Regions from separate parts of the Mus musculus genome. Here all the other regions are linked to region 6. The links are chromatin contacts, called in public Hi-C and HiChIP or PLAC-seq maps. All regions are on one chromosome and are shown on one strand. The core of a region is the stretch at or near the end of the contact, and the rest is flanking DNA. Distances in the headings are between cores, read along the strand shown.

Region 1 (3,147 bases), core at 286-2,785, 630 kb before region 6:
CTTCTTAAACAGTCAAAGACACTCTGACCTTAAGGTCTTCATCATTGTGATTCGTTCTTAGAATGCTCTTTTTCCAGATGCCCACATATTTCTTTATTGTATCATTTAGGCCTTGGCTCAAATGCCAGACATCCCTGATCATGTTATCAAATGGTTTAGCACCACACTATTCTTTTTCCAATTATTTTTCTTTAATTTTCCCCCATACATCCTTGCATTTGACAGAAAATTTACTTAAGAAATATTTGATACTTGTGAGTAAAAGATTATCAACTCTTAGAAATCTATAGATTTATAAACAAGTGTTCTTCAACATTGTGTTCCTTCTGAAAACTGGAATCTAATTTATAAAAGATAGTGTAAGGTATTCAAACATTTTAAATTACAGAATTACTAGAAGAATGAATGAATTCAGGATTGGGTCACACACTGGCCACCGGGGAGAGGTTTTAAATGGTACAGTGAAAAAACTCTGCAAATATGAGACAAGGTTATTTGCTACCTAGGGCAGTCATCTTGGAAAAAAAGAGGTTAACACTCCAGTTTTGAGTAGTCTAAGAGTTGATTCAGTGAAGGAGGATCTGAAAGTTTCAAGAGACCTTTCCTGAGTTTAAAAGATAGACCTTTAGGACATGTCAGGTATACCTCATTCCCGAATGTTTGAGCTTCTGATTTTTATCATGCTTCTCTTGATAATCAGCTTTAGACAGTGTTTAGTGCACTCAAGTAGCTCCATGCAGCTCCTGAAGGGCAGTCTTCTCTGGAAACAGCCATGTCCATTGTATACATGGACGTTTCCAAGTTGGGTTTGGTTTTATCAGAAGATTTGACTGAAGTAGTCAAGGGAAGTAGTCAAGGTTTCTGTTGGTGCCTGGAGGAACTGTATTAGTCTATTACAGAGTGTTTATGTACCTCAGGATGTTTTATTATGACTTTGGTTCAACTTCGATGTCCCATTTTGCTGATCCACCTGAAATACAAATGGTAAACAACTGCTTCAACTCTGGATGCTGCCTCACCTCCAACTCTGCAAGAAGCTGATCCATAATGATGTGAGTGAAGCATTAGGTTCCAAGAGACTGAACCTGAGATGGATTGATGTTAAGCTGGAAAATAAATGGAGGATAGAGGGGATATCGTTCAAATGTCAGAGAACATTTAAAAAAAAAAAAAAAGGTGCGTCTGCTTTGTATGCAAGAAAAGCAGATGAAAAGAAAAAGAGGCCCCGTGTTTCCAGCCCAAGATCCAGCACTGATAGATTGTGGCATTTTTGAGAAATCACTTAAGACTTCTGATTCTTTTTTGTTCAAAATGTATTATTATTTCTATATTATTCTTAAAATTCAACTAAGAGTTTAACAACCGAAACATCTATCTTAGTGTTTCAAGAAGTACATGGCCTACACATTTGTTAATACAACCTTCTCATTAATCCCATGGAAAGCAAAATATTATTCTGATTTGAAACAAAAACTCTTATGTGCAGAAGCCTCTTCAGTTCACACACCTGGGGAAGTGTCTGTGGTATTGTGGTGGCCTACCTACTCAACGTTCTCCTTTAGAGTTCTCTGACACAGGGGCCATGCTCCAGGGAGCATGGTCTGTGTGGAAAATAAGTCAACGTTCTATAAATACCTAAAGGCACCAAAATATCTTTCAATGTGGGACTCTAGTAAGAAATGCAGATTGCAGCAATGACTCCCACTACACTTTTGTGGCTCCATATGAACATAGAACAATAATTTAAAAAGGAAAAAAAACAGTGTCTATATTTCCTTGAACTGTGTTGCTGCTATTAAGTCAGTAAAGCAGGTGAAGTCACAGGGCCTCTTTAATAGACTGGAAGGCCTCATCAATCCTATTCCCCAATTTTATCATCAAACTACAGAAGGTAAATGGAAAGAGTAGAGAAGATATTACACACAAATGCAGAAAACTCACTTCTCTATAGATATGGATGTTTACTAAAAAATAATGGAGACTAGAGGGAAAAGAATGGGTCATCTCCTCTAATGCTCAGCCTGAATACTCAGCTGGGCAGGACCAAGGAAAGGGTTACGATGGTGAAGAATTCAAAAAATCATGGATTCTCAGATTCATGTAAAGACAGGATGAGTTAACATTGCTGGGAAACTTTAACTCATGTGAATCACTCTTGTCTTCATTCTGGCAATTTAGTCCCTGTTCTAAAGTCAAACAAATTAGGTTAGCAAGTTCTTCCTGTTGTAGGTCCAGGTAGGAGAGAAGTAGGTACTTGCATCTCTCTCTAGCCCAAGTGATGAATCTGCCTATTGTCTTCCATGAACCATTTCTCTATACTCAGGCTTCTCAAACTTTTCTATGTATGTCAGAATGATCTCGGGATCTTTTAAAATCATATCCTGATGCATTAGTCAAGAGATACCCCCAGCATTTAGAATTTCTAACAGGCTCCCAGATGCTATTGCTGTGGATTGATCCATTTAGCATAATGAACAATGGGGCCTAGGAATAATGGTCTCCATGTTCAAATGTGATGGCATAATAATGAACTCAGTTCTGCAGTCCATCCAGTACATGTTAAGGGCAAGAGAATTCTTCATAGAGCATAAAAACTGTAGAGGTCATTTGAAATACAAACACAAAATCCTAAAGATGAGAAACAATCATAGTCCTCTGGGTTTTCATAGACATATTGGAAGGATCTAAGACTTCAGAACTAGAAGTAGTGTCTTATTCCAAGAAAGTTCTATTCCAAGTTCTTTTCCTTCTATCTCCAACAATTCTATCCTTCAAGAATTTCTTATCATCTCATAATGGACTCAGAAAGCAAATCTAATATTTGAGTCATCTCTGCTATGGATGCATCATCTCTGCTTATGTATGTGTGAGTTTCACTGAGTAATTTACACATACAAAATGAAAGTTACAAAGACAGGAATGTATATAATATGAGTTCTAATGAATTTAATCTTGATTTTTAGTTTGTTCCAGAATGCTTAGTATCTTTTTCAAAATCGTGAAATTAAAAATACAAATATTTATTATCTGATGACTATGTTAATGCTAGATTAAAGTTTAAATGGAAAATGTTATTTATCAATAAGAGTATCATCACCTGAGAATAATTTTCTACTTCCGTTTGTGCAGGATGCTGAAGTTTTCTGA
Region 2 (3,432 bases), core at 550-3,049, 640 kb before region 6:
GGGAACAGTGTTGTCTGAATACAACAGAGTAGATGACCATATAAACACACAGTAACTATGACAGTACATGCAAGGTCTGCAGGAGCCCGTTTCAAACAAAATCACAGTATGGAGAGTGTAGGAAAGCATGGAGTCTTTCCCTATCTAAAGAGCTATAGCCAGTTGGTGGTGGCTGGTGGCACATGTCTTTAATCCCAGCACTTGGGAGGCAGAGGCAGGCAGATTTCTGAGTTTTAGGCCAGCCTGGTCTACAGAGTGAGTTCCAGGACAGCCAGGGCTACACAGAGAAACCCTGTCTTGAAAAAAACCAAAAACCAAAAAAGAAAAAAGAAAAAAAGAGCTCTTGGTGACTGAAAGATCCTGGGAGAGGAAGAGTCAAGGTTTTAAGGGTATAGCTCCAGAGTAAGGCCACATGCCCAGGAATATATGTGCAGCACAATATACAGACTTCAGTTTTTCAAAAGACAAATACAGTGTTGGGTGGGTAGGGACTGGGGAATACATCTGGAATGAGATCACAGTATGAACATGATAATGGTCAAAATCCATTGCACACAATTCCTAGAGAACTCTCAGAAAAGAGAAGCATTCAGCTAACATTGGGAGAGTATCACGTGGGAATGCCTATTGTGTTCAGGAACAAGACGTCATTAGGACTGAGACTTCAATGCAGTGTGTTATACCGAGACACCAAGAACATGATGTTTTATGATCCTAGACACCAAAAATATGATGGCATAGTCTGTACTTGACCGGTAGCATTCTAATGAAGAACATCAAGGCAAGGCACATGAAGATGTCACATCATGTCTTGAAGAGTGACAGGAAAGTTTCAAAAAAAAAAAAAAAAAGATTACAAATAGCCTAAGTTTTAAATCAGCAATGGACTATTCAAAGGGGGGAGAGATTAGGGAGAAGAGTTAACAAGGACATAGACAGTGAAGGATGTGAACGCCTTCGGGAGACCCAGCATGGTTTAAGAGCAGAGGCAGTACATGGAAGGAAAGCTAGGCGGGTAAGTGCCAGGAACTCAAAAGCAGGCACAATATGCCTTCTTACTTCCTTCTTCCTGCACTATATAACTGTCCTTTCTCAGCTTCTTTTCACTGTAGCATGATGCAGAAAACTCAATGTTGCACGAAGCTCTCTGGCTTGATTTCTAGCAGTGCATACACTGGCCGTGGAGGTACCCACCTAAAATCTCAGAACTTGGGGAGTAAAGGCAAGATCAGATTTTCAGGGATACAGAGAAGATTTAAGGCCAACCTGGTCTACATGAGACTCTGATTATAAACTATAAAACTAAATTAAAAACTAAAGGGGGGAGGGGGCTAAGAGAAGAGAAAACCATACAGGGTAGCTTTCAGTCATTCGGATCACTTGGGGTGGCATACACCACACTGCAGATGAGCCAACGGATGTGCAAGGTCAGAACATAACCTTCTGTCAACACGTAGCCCGACACAGGGTCCCCAGCCCCCACAACATTAGCAAGAAAATAAGAACGCCTGCCCAGCTGTCTTGCTGGCTGTCACTGGGTAAATTATCTTTTATTAAGGATCTGTAATTGTTCTCCACTGAGCTGTGACCTAAATTTAGTAGTTCTGAGGAGTGAGACCCAGCCAACAGGATTTCCCTGAGAACACGATGAAGTTCCTGCATCAATTCAATTCATTAGCTAGAAAAAGAACAAGCGGCCAGTTCTTTCTTTTTTTTTTTCTTTCCCATTCTCCAGTGAGCCGTTTGTTTGTTTAGTTTGACCACATTTTTTTTTTCTTCTTGGATCCAGTCTGAGCCTCTGTAAGGACAGCACAGCTCATTCAAACACTTCCTGTCACATTAGCTCCCAAGGCAGAAACCAAGTAACACTATGTAAATCTTGCTGGTAAGACCCTCCATTTACTTCTTGGGGATTTTCAGCATAAGGAGAAGAAATGTCCTCAAGTAGTCAGGATGATTTGGGGTGAGGGGAAGAAAACTCAGCTTACTAGAATCACTAAAGCAACAGAAGAATAGACAGAGAAGGAGGGGAAAGGCAACACTGGTTAAAAGCTATCGTGAAAACTTTTGTGTAAGAAAGGTCATGAGAGGGACAGCCTCTACTAGAGACATTACTTCCAAAACCTGTTTTCATCATGACAATCTAATGAAGGCCAGAAAATAAAGTCACTCAATTTGGATACAGTTTCTAAAGATCTGTGCAAAATTTAGGGCCACATCTTCTTCCTCTAATCCCAGAGTTTTCCTTCAGTTCATCATTAACTTTTTGCCATGACAGTCTGGACTTGGGATCTGTCATGGATGTGCACCCTGTAAAGTCTCATGTATGGGTACCCACACATAAAAGAAAAAGAATATTCAATTTTAACAACATTCTTATTTGTTTTTCTTAACAATTCTTTTTTTTTTTTGCTGTTTTTTAATTAGGTATTTTCTTTATTTACATTTCAAATGTTATTCCCTTCCCTAGTTTCCCCTCCAAAAAAAACCCTATCCCCTCCCCCTGTTCACCAACCCACCCACTCCTGCTTCCTGGCCCTGGCATTTCCCTACACTGGGGCATAGAGCCTTCATGGGACCAAGGGCTTCTCCTCCTATTGATAACCGACTAGGCCATCCTCTGCTACATATGCATCTGGAGCCATGAGTTCCCCCATGTGTACTCTTTTGTTGGTGGTTTATTCTTTAACCCACCAATTTCCTTTTTCTGCCACCCTATCGGAAACTTCCTGATGACCAATATGTTACTGTAAAGATAGTTCATATACCTCTGCATGAATAAAGAAAAATGTCCCACGACATCCTTAGAAAACTTAATCTTGCTAGATATGTAATGTGGTCTGTAGAGTGTTTGCATAACATGTATGATGCCCTGCGTTCCATACCTAACACCACATAAAAACAGACATTCTGGCATGCACCAATAATCTCAGCACTCAGGAAGTGGAGATAGATTAGAAGTAGAGGCCAGTCTGAAATACATGAGAACGTTTTATTTAAAAAGGAAAGAGGTTTAGTGTTTTATTAAGAGGCTAAGATATCCATACCCTAACAGTAACTTAGTGACATTGTGCTGTCTCTGATTTCTCAGTAGTTTCATAGCAATGTAGTGAAGTTGGCTGAGCAGGTAACTTTATCTCTGTAACACTCTGAGTATACTAAGAGTAAAGCAGTTGAGGCTTTACGCTGTAGTCAATGGCAGACGATAGTATAAGTGCCAGAGTTCATTGCCTAGAGCATTTCTGAGTCTACTGTAATGATGTTCAAGTTTTCTTTTGAGATTCTGAAAGCCCAATGTCAAATGATGACTCAAGAGAGAACTTTGGCATCTGTGGCTGAAACTACTTAGAACAAAACATCACAATGTCTTGGAAGACAAGTCTGCCGAAGGTGATTCAGATTTAGTCTCATAGCAACTCAGAAATTTCATGG
Region 3 (3,588 bases), core at 1,004-3,503, 770 kb after region 6:
CCACTAGCCTCAAAGCAAACACTTTTTAATTTCTCGTTTGGGAAAAATAAAACTAATCTAGGAGACAAAAGACAATACAGCAACATGGAGGACTCATCTATTTACAATTAGATATAGACTATGCTTTTTATTTTAGAATTAATATGCATCTCACTAATGCCCAAAATGAACTCACATTCTAAAGCTGGGTTAGGAGAAAGAGAAAGGGGAAGACCCCTGAGATCTGTGAATGACAAGGAAGAGGTGTGTTTGCACTTTTCACCAAGAAAGGCTTGAGAGAAGAATGCAAGCAATCCTTCTTGTGGAAACAGGGTAGTTCTCTGTGGTAAATCACCTGCCTGGGGCTTCCCCAGATCAAGAACACCGAGAAAGAGTTGCAAGCCCTTGACTAGAAAGACCATATTAGGGCTGAGGACCTAAAGTCCATCTGAATCTTATTGCTCTTATTGCTATTACATGCTCCTTTGAGGAGAGATTGTAAACATAATAACAATCATATTATCCCACTACCTCTTGAACAGATTATCTTTGCTGGTTGAATGTGTGTGTGTGTGTGTGTGTGTGTGTGTGTGTGTGTGTGTGTGTTTGCATGCACATTTTAGGAGAGTTTATTTACATTGGTGACTCTATTCCAGTGTATTTGACTCTTCTGTGATAAAAGAGGAACAGAAAAATGAGACTGAGAAAAGATAAGGTAAGAGTTGTCAGATCATCATTCCGGTAATTCTTTCTTCTAGACACCAGGCAAGGCAATGCACTTGGACCTAAAAACACACAGATCAGCAAAGCCTATTCTAGAGGCATCTATGGTCTAGATAGAGTAACCTAGGGCTTAGAGAGTATTATGAAAATGGTATCTATATTCTTAGGAATAAGGAAGGCACAGTGCTTAACACTGCATAGTTGCCCTATAGCAAGCAGAAACTAATCAGTATATTGCCAAAAGCCACAGGTGGCAATCCCTAGTTAGGGGATTCCCTAACTAGTTTGCTTTAGGCCATTACCTGGGTCCAGCTGGCCCAGCTGGCCCAGGTGTTGAGGTAGGGATGCACAGACATTCCTGTTAGTACTTCCTTCATGCAAATTCACATCCTCTCTTGATTAAAAAAAATCTCTATCAAATAAGTCTCTTGATAAAATTTTTTAAAGCAAATTCCTTTAAGGAAATGGATCAAGATATACTTCTAAACATATAAAAAGTGACGAAGTGACAATTTAGTAAGATATTAAAATCTTCAAACCCATGAACTTCCTGTTTTACTCTTCAAAAATGATTAAAGAAGACCGTGGTGTTGGAGACGATAATGATAGCCACCACAGTGTAGATAAAGTCAGTAAGAATAACAGGCATTGGAGGCATTCTCAGAGCTTCCTATGTCTAAGAATTTTGTATGCATTTCTGTGAGACCGTTATCCTGTTTCAGTTTTGCAGATAAAGAAATAGGACACTTGTTTGCCTCAGATCACACACATTTTCAAAAGGAGGACATGTGTTCAAATCTAAGTGTGCTTGACTGCAGAGTCTAAGTCCCTATCTGTTGTCTGCCCTGTGTGTGAAAGGAGATGCTGAGCTCTACTCCAAAGATCTCCACTACCTCATGGAGAAGTGAGGAAAGACAAGAAGGAAAATGAGGGGAAATGTCCTCTCAGAAGGGCAAAGAGGTAAAAGATTACATACTCTGTTAATGACTTCTATTAGGCGTTGCAAATCATTCCCCTACCCCACCCCAGACTCCAATAGTTTGTCCGTGTTCATGGCTTAGTCTCCTTGAAAGGTGTTTTTCAACCCATCCATATTCTCTCTAATTGGGTGTCAACTAAAATATCAGTTAGCGACTTCCATTAATAGACAATATTGCAAACTACAAAACATCTTTTCCTACTCTCTAGCTTCACACATGCAGGTGAGTTGCACTGAAGACCAAATATGAAAGAAAGAGAATCGCATTTACCCAGCTCAAGTAAAATGGGTAAATGGCTTTGCAGTCTCCCTCTGCTTGTCTGGCTCCACATGACATCTTCCTTGTGGAAAGTGCTTTATATATGTCACCCTGACCTCCATTTCCTCCCATCTACTATGAAAACTTGCTTAATGAGATTCCCGCCAAAAAGAAAGGTTATCTAGAACTTCAAAATTATTAAGAAAAGGAAGTTTGACTCGCTTGTGGAGGCTTCTCTTAAAGTACTATATATAGCAGTTGCTTTTATGTTCATAGCTACAGAGAAATACAACTTCCTGCTTTCTCTGAAAAATGGTGTTAGAGCTTGCAAGCTGGGGCTAGGCTCTAAAAAAATACTTGCATCCAGGTCATCAGCCTATGTGACTCATTAGAAGTCTGTGACTATGCAAAGCAAAAATGAATTTTTTTTTTTATCGTGGACCTTAGTCTTCACTTCAATTTTCTAATCCCAGGGAATTGTATATATTTTGTCTCTGAATTACTATTTTAATAATGTGTTAACAATAGAATTAGTCTATGACTTTCATCATCATTTCATTCAATGATTTTCCAATATGTATGACCATGTTGCCATTGTTTCTGAATAAATAGGCAAAGACAGAAGAGAACTGGTATTGAACATGGAATTAGAATCTATTTATCTTGGTCAGCTTACTTGTGTTTTTTTTTTTTAAGATTTATTTATTTTATATATGTGAGTACACTGTCAGACCACACCAGAAGAGGACATCAGAACCCATTACAGATGGTTGTGAGCCTCCACGTGGTTGCTAGGAATTGAGCTCAGGACCTCTGGAAGAGCAGTCAGTGCTCTTAACCACTAAGCCGTCTCTCCAGCTAGTCTTGCTTTTTCATCTGCACACAGGCCTTAGGAATATGCAAGTGTTGATAGCGAGACATTTATTAGTAAGGAGTCAGAGTTAATTGAACATCAACAAAATTTATTTTCTGCATTACGCTCTGAGTGTCAAATAAATATTTATTCCTACAAACATGAAAGTCACTTTTCTCATGCATTTTCTCATAATGTGTTATTTTTCATGGGTGGCAAATAAGTTGTTAAAATAACTGAACTACTTTTAAATAATATCTAAAAAAAAAAAAAAAAACCTCAGCTTTTAGTAATGCTAACTTTGAGTAATTGGATAAAGTGTGGTGTCAGACTTCATCAGTGCAAAGTCCCTTTTTCTCTGATTGTGTTCATTAAATTATCTGTTAGAAAACAATGCTGAAGTTGGAATGAACTGATAACAGGTGATTCCTAATGAGATGTGCTGACATTACTTGGGAATGCTTATGGCCAAGATGTGTAAATGAAATCTAATTGCTAAAATATATGAGGCTTAGGAGTCAACCTCTAAAGCTGTATACAAAAATGAGTGCTGAGTAATCTCTAAAAGTGTTAGTATTGGTCTGGGAAAATGACTCAGTGAGTAAAGGGCAGCCTGAGAAAGCATATAGACCTGTGATCCGATCATTAGTGCCCATATCTAAAGCTGGGAGCCGCCATGATTATCTGTTACTGCAGCACTGGAAAGCAAAGACAGCTGAATTTCCAGCTGCAACTCTGGGCTCCAGGTTCATTGAAACGCTAATTAAATAAAAATTTGGAGAGAAATTAGAGGAT
Region 4 (3,272 bases), core at 571-3,070, 690 kb after region 6:
ACTGCACTCTCAAATGGACAGTAAAGCTGTCTAATTATAATCACTGTAGATTTTATGGATGCAAAGGACAAGTTCCCATGTGTGTGGGGGAACCCCAAGGATTTATTATTATAGGTGCATGAATCAGGGCAAGGTATCTTCTCAATGAAGTAAAATAACATGGATCTATGAGTAGAACCACTTATGAGTAAGTGAAGATGGGTCTAGGGGCGGATCAGGGTGATGTGAAGTGACCGAGCCATGGAATGAAAGCAAGTGTATGTCTGATGATCCAAAAAAAAAAGGTCCAAGTCATGTATATTACTATTAAATGAAGTGCATCCGTTCATCCAGACTGATACATCAGACTGCCAACTGCCTGTCTACAAAATGCAATGGCAAACTCTTAAAATGTTTCCAGCAAGAACATAAATTTGGAGTAAAACAAAAGATGAGCACGGGAAGTCAACTCGAAAACCTCAATGGCAATGCCCCACTTAGAAGTACTGATGGCCTTCACTAGAAGAGTAGCAGTAGACTTGGAAAATTCATGCCAGGCTCCCAGTTCAGGTACTAGAGAAGGTATAAGTGAATGTGATCAACTGGTTTTATTTTTTATTTTTACTTTTTCAATTAATGGGGAAGTCAGAGGAAACTGTGGAAAAGGAACAAGGTTTTGATTATTTAAAAGTAGTTGATGGCTTTCAACATGGACATACTTAATGTGAAAGCCCATAAGTCATAATAACGTTCTTTAACCTAGGAAGTTGAACTTCAGACTAGAGATGGAAATTTTGGATATCTTGGCATGAACTTAACACTGCAAGTAAGTAAGTAAGTGGGTAATGATGTCCAGGAATAAAGAGCCAAGAAGCTCATTGAGGTCAAGACCTGAAGTTGACCCTATATTAATAAATTATGCAGTAGACATGGTTGGCCAAAGAAGTTGATATGGAAGAACTGGAAAGAAGGATAGAGGAAAGCACCCAGGCTTTGGTTTTACTAAGCACAAGAGATAAAGTCTTCTAGATTAAGGTTGTAATGAAATGCTACTTAGAATTCACCAGGGAAGTGTTGGGTCCACATTGTAGGATTCTGAGATCTTCTTGCCCTCACATAATAGATTCATCTTTTATTCTTGCTGTGTCTAGGAACAACTAGGAAAGAAAACCTCATTGCTTATTACAAATTATGAAATTCTTTTCAAGTAAACGATGTCATAATCACACAGTGAAGGATTTTCCATCTTCCAAATGAGGAACTAGTTTCTTGGAGAAGATAACTTTCTTTTCCTAAGTAAAATACCTGGTATTACAGTATAACTAGACCTAGTCTAACGTTCTGTACTAATATATCAGTGGTTGGTAGATGACGGAGATGTGAGGTCATATGCCAGTTCACATATATTATCTATAGCAGTGGTTCTTACCCTTCATAATGCTGTGATCCTCCAATATATTTCTACATGTTGTGGTAAACCCCAATCATCAAAGTATTTTTGCTACTATTAGTAACTGTAATTTTGTAACTGTTATGAATCACACTGTAAATATCTGTGTTTTCTGGTGGTCTTAGGTGACCCCAGTGAAAGGGTTGTTCACTACGGTTCTTTAGGTTGTGACCTAAAGGGTTCACAATCTACAGGTTGAAAACCACTGAGCTATACAAATATATGTACTTTGGAATGTATTTGTATAGTCCTATGTGTATGTGTGCACCTGCATTTCCTCAAAGTTGAAGCATAAAGATAAAGTAAACTTCAGCGTGCAAAGAGAGTGGCCACATTTCCTAGAATAGAAGAGGATGTGGTCCCATATTGTGTTAAGGTGATTGATGGGAGGGAAGAGCCTGACAGTGTCAACCAATAGCTGTAGAGGATTGACAGTGTGTGAGGTTATGTTCCAGCATCTGTCATCGTGAGAACTGGTCTCCAAATGCAGATGTTTACAGAAGACAGGCTCAGAGCCCCTCAGTATGAAGCAGCTTCAGCTGCAGATCAAGATTTCTAGGTATTTCTCCATAGTAAAAACAAGTGAAGCAGCAGCGACATCTACAAAGAGAAAACAGGAAAATATAAAGTGGAGGTATGAGTCCTTCTTCCACTTCTTTGCTCACATTAGTCATATTAAAATATTTATATATACATGAGTATTGCATTTACATAATTTTCAACTCTCTCCTCCTCCAAATCCTTCCCTACTCTCTCTCGAATTCATGACCTCTTCTCTTTATTTTATTGGATATTTTCTTTATTTACATTTCAAATGTTATCCTTTTCCCGGTTTCCCCTCCAAAAAACACACTCCTCCCTCTTCTTGCTCACCAACCCACCCACTCCCGCTTTCTAGCCCTGGCATTCCTCCACATTGGGGCATATAACCTTCATAGGACAAAGGGCCTCTCCTCCCACTGATGACCAAGTAGGCCATCCTCTACTGCATATGCAGCTGGAGCCATGAGTCCCACCATGTGTGCTCCTTGGTTGGTGGTTTAGTTCCTGAGAGCTCTGGGGGGTACAGGCTAGTTCATATTGTTGTTCCTCCTTTGGGGCTGCAAACCCCTTCAGATCCTTAGGTCCTTTCTCTAGCTCCTTCATTGGGGACCCTGTGCTCAGTCAAATGGATGGCTGTGAGCATCCACCTCTATATTTGTGAGGCACTGACAAAGCCTCTCAGGAGACAGCTATATCAGGCAAGTACTTGTTAGCATCCACAACAGTTTCTGGGTTTGGCAATTGTAAATGGGATGGATCTACAGGTGAGTCAGTCTCTAGATAGTCATTTTTTTTCAGTCTCTACTCCACACTTTATCTCTGTAACTCCTTCCATGGGTGTTTTGTTACCCCCTTCAAAGATGGATAGAAGTAGCCACACTATTATGACCTCTTCTCTAATTATTGTGTTCTCTCTCTCTCTCTCTCTCTCTCTCTCTCTCTCTCTCTCTCTCTCTCTCTTTCCTCTGTATGTAAATACAACATTCTGATTTCATTTCTGTTGCTCATATGTGCATGCATTTAGGGCTCACTACTTCAATTTGGATAACATATTAGGCAATTATTTACTATGGAAATTGATTTATTCTCCTGTCTCTTTGTCCTTCAATTGCATGTATATCTGTTCTCCCTCCACCCCTGTCTGTCAGTAGCCATTGCTTGACTATAGCTCTTCATCTTCATCATTTGAGTGGGGTCTTATGAAATATACCACATCCATGTTGTCATGTGAACTGCTGTGGTCACTACATAAGTCTTATGTAGGCAACCCTATTGAGATTTTATGAGTACAGCTTTCCAG
Region 5 (3,505 bases), core at 108-2,607, 530 kb after region 6:
TTGCTTCATATTTGAATGCAGAGAGTTCAAGAGCAACCATCCAGGAACCAGCTCGAGTGGTCGAGGAGGTATGTGTCTCACTCAGCCCTGAGCTTGCTTCTTAGCTCTATTCTTCTTTTCAGTTATGTAATTTTGGCCAAATTACCAGATGTGGCTGAGCTCCTGTATCTCTGTACAACTGGATTAATAATTCCTGTCACAAGGAATTATTCTAAGTGCTAAAGAGACAGTGCATGCAAGAGGCTGGCGGTTGTATCTGAAACCTAGCATACATCAACAGAACTTAGTGTGTTATTGATGCTTGTTACCTGCACTGGCATGGCAGTGAGTTCTGCATGTATTTGGGATATTCCAAATTGAGCAGGAAAAAAAAGGTACGTCTGTTTTTAAAATAAGTTCCCATAAAAGTAAGATGAAGGCTATATAAATATTTCTTGAGTATTTATAAAATATTTTCTTATGGATGCATTATTTTAATTCATTAACATTTTAAGAATCACTGGACTAAATTATTGTTTTTTTTTTCCTTTTGTATTCATTTCTCCAGAGATTTCATCCAACCTCTGGAGAAAAGGGGAGAGACAAGAAAGCAGTGTTTTCACTTGATTGAGGCCAAGAACTGGGGGACTGGACAGAGCTAGGTTACAGCCCTGCCAAACGTTCCCTACCTACAGGCTTTGACCTATGTAATAGGAGATAAAACTTACAGTAATAACAATTATAACAATAACAGGTCTGTAGTGCTGAGCTCTCCACCTATTATTTCATGATTCATACAAACACCTTATGGGTGAGATGTCACAATCACGTGTAAGTCACGAGCAATATACCAGATGACATCAGCCACATACTAGGTTCATAGAAAAGGACCTCTGACAAGCAAGACTATCTTCTTACCCCTGCCTTGATTTTCTGAACATAGATGCAGATAGGTTCTGTCTATGTGGCTGCTGAGGAACTGGACTGAACTATTGAGTTAATCAGTTGGCTCTCAAGCCCATTTGTTTCCACAGGAGGCAATGGTAAAACTCATTGCAGTTCACAAACCCTCTGTCTTCTCAGCTCACAAGCATTGCCTCCTGGTTGGTTTGTGCTGGGGTAGAGTGAGTCAGCCAGTCACATGCCTGCTCTCAGGGCCACTGTCCAGGTGAGAGGCACAAATGCTGCTCACACTGCTCTTGACCAGCATATCAAGTGTTGCCCGGACCTGCAGGTCCTGCTTTTTCACTCCATGGATGGGCTGTGCTCTTTCACTTCGGAGAGAGCCAGCATTGTCAGCTCAACTGCTTCCTTGTGCTCAGTAGCTTGCTGAAGGGTGACTGGCTTGAGACCTTGTTAAAGCTACCCTGCCCCTGTTTTAAAGCATCACTGAGAGATGCTGGAGCTGAGTCACCGTCCACACAGACAGCTCATTGCCAAGATGTGCTGTGCTTTTCTGATGCAAGGAAGAGCAAGTTTCCATCCCTGCTGTAATGTCACCCCGCTGCACAGCTCAGGCCAATAAAGTTCAACAAACCAGTTTAGCCTGGGAGAGAAGGGGATGAAAGGCTAAAACACTCTTTGATGAAACCCGAGTCTTCCAGGTAAAGGGCAAGTAGCTGGCATGACGAGTGAGCAAAGACATCTTTTGGGAATCTCCCGTTCGTTCTGCCTTTCATCCTGACGCTCTTCTTCACTGGGTGATTTCACATGAAGCAAAAGTGTTGGCTCTCTACCCTTCTCCTTCCTGCCTGCCCCAGTAAATTGTGACCGATACTGTCTGAATCACTAGATTCTTTGGACACTCAATTATCTATGAGAAAACAATGTATCTCACTTCTGACTTACTGCAGATACGCTTAGCTCTTGCACCGAATGGTTTTAAAGGCCAGCAACACCTCCTCCCTAAACCCCTTCATTTAAATTATGTTTATTACTATGCTTGTTTACTCTCAGTCATCCCTCCTTGAGGAAGGGGATCTAAGCATGTGGGACCAGGCTTATTTTGCACTTTAGCTTGGTGGAGGATCTGCAGCAAATGAGCTAATCTATATTTACTGAATTATTAAACTGCTCCCCCACACACACTTTTCAATTGCTTTTCCTGTCCCCCAAATCAGTTTTGCTCCTGTCCCAACCACACAGCTCAATGTTGATAAACGAATAAGAGTTCAAATCAACTCATTATTTTCTGTCCTGAGCTTCCCTAGTCCTGTCTTTTCTTTGCGATGCATCCTCTTTGAGTGTAATTAGCATCAGGACTCTGTGCTGCTTGGAATCTTTCAGTCCTGTCACACAAGGTTTATCCCTGCCTGAAATGTCCTCTCTGCTATATTTTCTCTGGCAAACTTCTGTATGCTCATCTTATATAAGGAACCTTCTTGGAACACCCATCAGGCCCACTCCTCTAACTACAACTGACCCTTCTTTCCTTTGGATCCACAATGAAGTGCTTCAGTTCTGTTTTTTTCCCATTAATTTATCTGTTCACTGTACATCCCAATCCTAGCCTGTCCCCTGTTTCCTCCCAGTCCTGCTCTTAGAAATTTCTCTCCTCTTTACCCCCCCCCCCCCCTTCTTCTTAGAGAAGGGGAAGCCACCTTTGGGTACTTCCCTGCCCTGGGACATCCAGTCCCATGAGGAACTAAGCATATTCTCTCTCACTGAAGCCCAGTCAGGCAGACCATTTAGGGGAGTGGGATACAGTGGCAGGCAACAAAGTCAGAGATAGCTTCTGTTTCAATTGTTGGGGGACCACATGAAGACCAAGTTACACATCTGCTACAAACGCATAGGGGGCCTATGTTCAGTCCCTGCATGTTCCCTGGTTAGTGGTTCAGTCTCTGTGAGCCGCCATTGGCTCAGTTTAATTGAGTATATAGATCTTCTGTGGTGTCCTTGACCACTCTGGCTTGTTCAATTCTATCTCCCCTTTTCCACAAGACACCTTGTGCTCCACCTGATGTTTGGCTCTGGGTCTGTTTCCATTAGCTGCTGGGTCAAGCCTCTCAGGAGACAACCAAATACTCACTATTCAGCCATTCAAAACAAGGACTTCATGAAACTCACAGGCAAATGGATAGAACTAGAAAATATCGTCCTGAGTGAAGTAATCCAGACCCATAAAGACATGTGTGATATGTACTTATGTGTAAGTGGATATTAACCATAAAGTACAGTGTTTCAGTTCTTAATATCTAGTTATGTATTTTCTCTCCACTAACACAATAGCAACTCCAGGATGGAGTAGGGTAGGTGGGGAACGTAGTCAGTTGAAACTGTGTGAGGGCAAAAACCATGATAGTCCCTTAACTTCAACAGATAAAGAAAGGAAGCCAGTAGGAAGATTGTAAAGAAACGTGAAAAGACCTCTTATTTAAATATACTTTTAAAAATATACTTTTTATTGAATATTTTATTTCTTTATATTTCAAATGTTATCCCCTTTCCCGGTTCTTCTCTACAAACCCCCTATCCCATCCATCCTCTCCTGCTTCTATGAGGGTGCTCTCCCACCCACCTACCC
Region 6 (3,559 bases), core at 1,010-3,509:
AGAGAAACCTGTCTCGAAAAACAAAAAACAAAAAACAAAAAACAAAAAACAAAAAACAAAAAAAAAAAAACAAAAGGAAAAGATAAAATTAGAAACATATATTATAATGTTTGTTTTAGATAGTAGTGCTATTAAAAATACTTTCTTCTGTGAAATTTTGCTGGAATATTTTCTTTCTTTCTTTCTTTTTCTTTTTTTTTCTTTCTTTCTTTTCTTTTTTCTTTTTTTCTTTTTTTTTTTTTTTTGACAGGGTTTCTCTGTATAGCCCTGGCTGTCCTGGAACTCATTTTGTAGACCAGGCTGGCCTGGACCTCAGAAATCCACCTGTCTCTGTCTCCCAAGTGCTGGGATTAAAGGTGTGGGCCACCATGCCCGGCACTGGAAAAATTTTTAAACATCCCATAAAAGGAAGCCCCACTCCCCAAAGTAACAACCTGGACAGAAAGCCTTCGAAGAGAATGCTTTAAAAAATGTGGTAAGAATGCTGAAGTGTAGCTCTCCACAACTTATGGCTTCTGGAGGGGGTCGGGTAGGTGGGGAAGGAATCAGTTTTCTTTAAGGAGCTGGCTGGTCCCTAGGAGTGTGGCCATACTCCAGTGGCTCTATGACTTTCCAGTGGTGGTGGTGGTGGTGGTGGTGGTAGGGATGTTCACAAAGGTGGGGAGGACTGACATGGGAGGATCGGGATAAGAGTGCTATTAGAGTGTATTATGTGAAATTCCCAAATGATATTTTTATATTATATCGGGGGAAAATATTAGCCTAAAATTAGCGCAGCAAAATTTAGTCCCAGGGAAGGGCAAACTGGGTCGAGACTAAAGCTGAATGAACCTGGGTGAAGGTCTTCAGCCGTTGGGAGGTCTAGTGTACAGGACTAACTGGAAGGAGCAGGTGGCATCTTCAGGGATTTGTTACTGAAGTTGTCTTTAAAACTGGGCCTCTGAGAGCCTGTGGTTGCTTCTCCCCAAGGTCGCAGCAGGTGGTTTGGGAAATGTCTGACACATCGAAAGCACATACAGACATAGAATTCAGAACCCTCTTCACTCTCTAGCACAAGAAGGAGATAATCTGAAGGAGATAATCGGAAGATCTGTTCGGTCACTCTCAGGGTGGAAACCAACCACACACAGCGCGATTATCCGTGCATATCGCACTGGCACACACGAGTATGGTAAATTTTCTCTTCAACAGAGACATCTTCATGTGGCTAAGAAGTAATGAAAGTGAAGACATTGAAGGGGGAACGTAGAGGGAGGGAGGAGATAAAGACTCTCTGAGAGATTGAAATAAAGTGAGGTATAGTGTGCTGAGAGAAGAGTGGACCCGCGTTACTTTCCGCGATCCTGGTATCACCTAGTTATGCAACCCGCTTTCCACAGGACTCCGGTTTCCCTCTAGGATCTGAGTCTACCTCATCTTTCATTCCCCTTTCTGGTTGTAGCACGTTGCCGCGCTTGACTAAATGGTACTAGAGACGTGCACCTGTTCGGTGCTGGATTGAATACAGCGAAAAGAATATCGTGGTATACGCGTGCCTTTCACACCAGCCTTCGTTCTTTGCAGAGGCTTTTGCACATTTGAGAGGTTAGTGTAATACCCTGTACGGACCAAGAATGGAGGATGCTGCAGACAGGTGGTCCTCTCTCAGCTAGAGTTTGCTTAGTACGTCCTTCTCTCCAGAACCACAGATGATGGATGGTACCCAGGACTGCTCTCAGATGAGAGTTCTGAAATAGAACAGATTCGGGGGGGTCTTCTGTAGGAACTACTGACCTATTTTCTGAGCAGTTTGGTCCTTTTAATTCACTGGAGTCTCCTTCCCTATCCGAAAAGTGGGAAGACTGCTAAGCTTCAAGGTGAAGGGGGATGGGATGTCTACCTTAAAAAGGAATAGTGTGGGGGAGGGGAGGGTGGGGAGGGGAGGTGGGAAAGCTAGTTGACCTCGCCTGGGCATAGCCCCAGGCTGTGTGGGACCTATGTAGGACCTAGGTTTGAGTGCAGCTAGAACCTCCCAGCCCAGGACTGACAGAGTGTGCTCTCTACTAGGGCCATCTGGGCATTAAGCAGCCTCAGTGGCACGCCACCTCCATGCGGTTCTCCTCTCAGGCTTGATGCCCCTTCATTGCCTAGGGCAGCAGGCAGAGGGGCGAGCTGGATCCCTCAGGTCAGAAACCTCCAGACACCAGGAGATCGGGGACACACGCGGCCTGCCCGGTGGCGCGCGCTTCTCCCCCTCCCCCGCGGCCGGGAGCGAGCCGCCGTGACGTCACGGGCCACCCGCCAGCCCCGCGCTCTACCAGGCAGAGCGCGTGTGGCCGCCGAGCACATGGACCCACTGGTCAAGCGGGCTCGGCAAGGCCAGGATGAAGAGAAGCTACGAACTTAGCATTCCCAGAGCCCCCCGAGTGGATATCCGCGTGGAAAGGATGTTGGCAGCCCCGGTGACCTCGGAGTCACGGCTGGATCCACCCTCTTGTAAGTTCCAAGTTTATCCCCTGGAAACTCTGGAGCCCAGGGATGCAGAGTCTGGATAGAGGAAAGTGGCTTTTGCATTCCCACGAGCGCGTGTTAACCTTGCACTTTTCCTCATCACTAGACTCGAGATTGCCAGAGAGTTTGGGTGTGGGTGAGAAGTGTGGGTGCGAGGGAGATTTCCCAGGATGGCCTCTACATAGAGGTAATTCTGGATTTATGCACTTGATCAAGAGCCCATTTCCTCAGGTCTAAAAGAGAGAGACGCCCCCTGCAATCAGCGCAGATTTGGGGCCGCTGATGTGGTTTGGAGGCCTCATTTACGAAACTGGAAGTCTGAGTCTAGTCTAGTGATGCTCCCTCCATCCTTGGCCAGCCCTCCTCCGAGACACCCCCTCGGGGCAGAAAGAAGGTGATCTCCTAAAACTCCCTGTGTCAGGAAACTTTCTGTGCTTTTGTATTGCGTTCCTGTGTTCGTGGAAGGCCCCCACGCCTTCATCCTTGCTAATTCTTTTTGGATAGCTTGTTGCTTTAACTAGATTGGCCCTTTCTTGGCTAGTATTTTCTGCTGTACCTATGAGTGGTGTGGGAGAACTGTGCAGACTTCCAGGAAGCGCAGCCATGAAGCTACATGTGCCTATGTGTAGACACATCATGGATTTTCTTACTAGTTTACTAGTGGGTGATAATCTGTCCTTTTGAGCTCTCCAGAACGTTCTAGAAGCTTAAGGAGAGAAATCACTTAAGAGAGTATAGGGAGAAGTGAGGTTTTTGTTTCCTTTCTGCTCTTGTGTTTTTAAGGGGTTGTTGTCATTTGACCTAGAGAAAGCCAAATGTGTGTGTGTGTGTGTGTGTGTGTGTGTGTGTGTGTGTGTGTGCCTGCCTGCTTGCCTGTCTGTCTGTCTGTTTGTCTGTCTGTGTGTCTGTGTGTTGGGGAGGGCTAAGGATGCAGGTCTCTGTTGAAGTGCATGTGGTAGGATGTTGCAGGCCTGTTTTGCATATGGGCAGTGACAAGTTTGGGCTTGTTCACTTGCACAGTCCTATGGTCATAGCTAGTCCTTCTTAAAGCTCTAGCCAGTGGGAAAGC

Evidence for each region. A called contact is a pair of places that touch in the nucleus more often than the background predicts. HiChIP or PLAC-seq counts read pairs in DNA pulled down with a chosen protein or histone mark.
Region 1: a BATF HiChIP or PLAC-seq map of CD8 T cells shows a contact between it and region 6, with 5 read pairs. The contact joins the enhancer-like site here to the promoter of Pvt1 in region 6. A contact is called at or near these places in 1 of 39 promoter capture datasets (the SN4741 cell line), 1 of 484 Hi-C or Micro-C datasets (CD4 T cells) and 2 of 115 datasets of contacts at active chromatin or transcription factors (CD8 T cells and effector CD8 T cells).
Region 2: a contact with region 6 is called in a FOXA1 HiChIP or PLAC-seq map of pancreatic cancer cells. The contact joins the enhancer-like site here to the promoter of Pvt1 in region 6. A contact is called at or near these places in 1 of 39 promoter capture datasets (the SN4741 cell line) and 3 of 115 datasets of contacts at active chromatin or transcription factors (CD8 T cells, effector CD8 T cells and pancreatic cancer cells).
Region 3: an H3K4me3 HiChIP or PLAC-seq map of the SCID.adh cell line shows a contact between it and region 6, with 11 read pairs. The contact joins the enhancer-like site here to the promoter of Pvt1 in region 6. A contact is called at or near these places in 1 of 484 Hi-C or Micro-C datasets (Th1 cells) and 5 of 115 datasets of contacts at active chromatin or transcription factors (the 230-238 cell line, CD8 T cells, the SCID.adh cell line and 1 more).
Region 4: a contact with region 6 is called in an H3K4me3 HiChIP or PLAC-seq map of the 230-238 cell line, with 11 read pairs. The contact joins the enhancer-like site here to the promoter of Pvt1 in region 6. A contact is called at or near these places in 3 of 115 datasets of contacts at active chromatin or transcription factors (the 230-238 cell line, effector CD8 T cells and regulatory T cells) and 1 of 9 other capture datasets (macrophages).
Region 5: a contact with region 6 is called in a Hi-C map of adipose-derived mesenchymal stem cells, with 2.5 times the contacts expected there. The contact joins the enhancer-like site here to the promoter of Pvt1 in region 6. A contact is called at or near these places in 2 of 484 Hi-C or Micro-C datasets (the N1E-115 cell line and adipose-derived mesenchymal stem cells) and 1 of 115 datasets of contacts at active chromatin or transcription factors (the SCID.adh cell line).

The regions. Positions count from the first base shown.
Region 1 is chr15:61,410,431-61,413,577 of GRCm38.p6, forward strand. No RefSeq gene overlaps it. Among named protein-coding and RNA genes, the nearest start is that of Gm24696, 54 kb to the left of the region's middle. Within about 2 kb of position 1,536, at least 12 of the 459 cell types and tissues checked have an H3K27ac peak or open chromatin away from gene starts, as enhancers often do. A contact at or near this core is called in CD8 T cells, where this site is marked.
Region 2 is chr15:61,393,937-61,397,368 of GRCm38.p6, forward strand. No RefSeq gene overlaps it. Among named protein-coding and RNA genes, the nearest start is that of Gm24696, 38 kb to the left of the region's middle. Within about 2 kb of position 1,800, at least 51 of the 459 cell types and tissues checked have an H3K27ac peak or open chromatin away from gene starts, as enhancers often do. A contact at or near this core is called in CD8 T cells and pancreatic cancer cells, where this site is marked.
Region 3 is chr15:62,807,283-62,810,870 of GRCm38.p6, forward strand. No RefSeq gene overlaps it. Among named protein-coding and RNA genes, the nearest start is that of Gm22521, 16 kb to the left of the region's middle. Within about 2 kb of position 2,254, at least 30 of the 459 cell types and tissues checked have an H3K27ac peak or open chromatin away from gene starts, as enhancers often do. A contact at or near this core is called in the 230-238 cell line, CD8 T cells, the SCID.adh cell line and 1 more, where this site is marked.
Region 4 is chr15:62,728,886-62,732,157 of GRCm38.p6, forward strand. No RefSeq gene overlaps it. Among named protein-coding and RNA genes, the nearest start is that of Gm41333, 61 kb to the left of the region's middle. Within about 2 kb of position 1,821, at least 31 of the 459 cell types and tissues checked have an H3K27ac peak or open chromatin away from gene starts, as enhancers often do. A contact at or near this core is called in the 230-238 cell line, effector CD8 T cells and regulatory T cells, where this site is marked.
Region 5 is chr15:62,568,169-62,571,673 of GRCm38.p6, forward strand. No RefSeq gene overlaps it. Among named protein-coding and RNA genes, the nearest start is that of Gm41333, 99 kb to the right of the region's middle. Within about 2 kb of position 1,358, at least 71 of the 459 cell types and tissues checked have an H3K27ac peak or open chromatin away from gene starts, as enhancers often do. A contact at or near this core is called in the N1E-115 cell line, the SCID.adh cell line and adipose-derived mesenchymal stem cells, where this site is marked.
Region 6 is chr15:62,035,727-62,039,285 of GRCm38.p6, forward strand. It overlaps Pvt1 (Pvt1 oncogene), which reads left to right and starts at 2,260. Exons shown (of 5, transcript NR_132747.1): 1 at 2,260-2,475.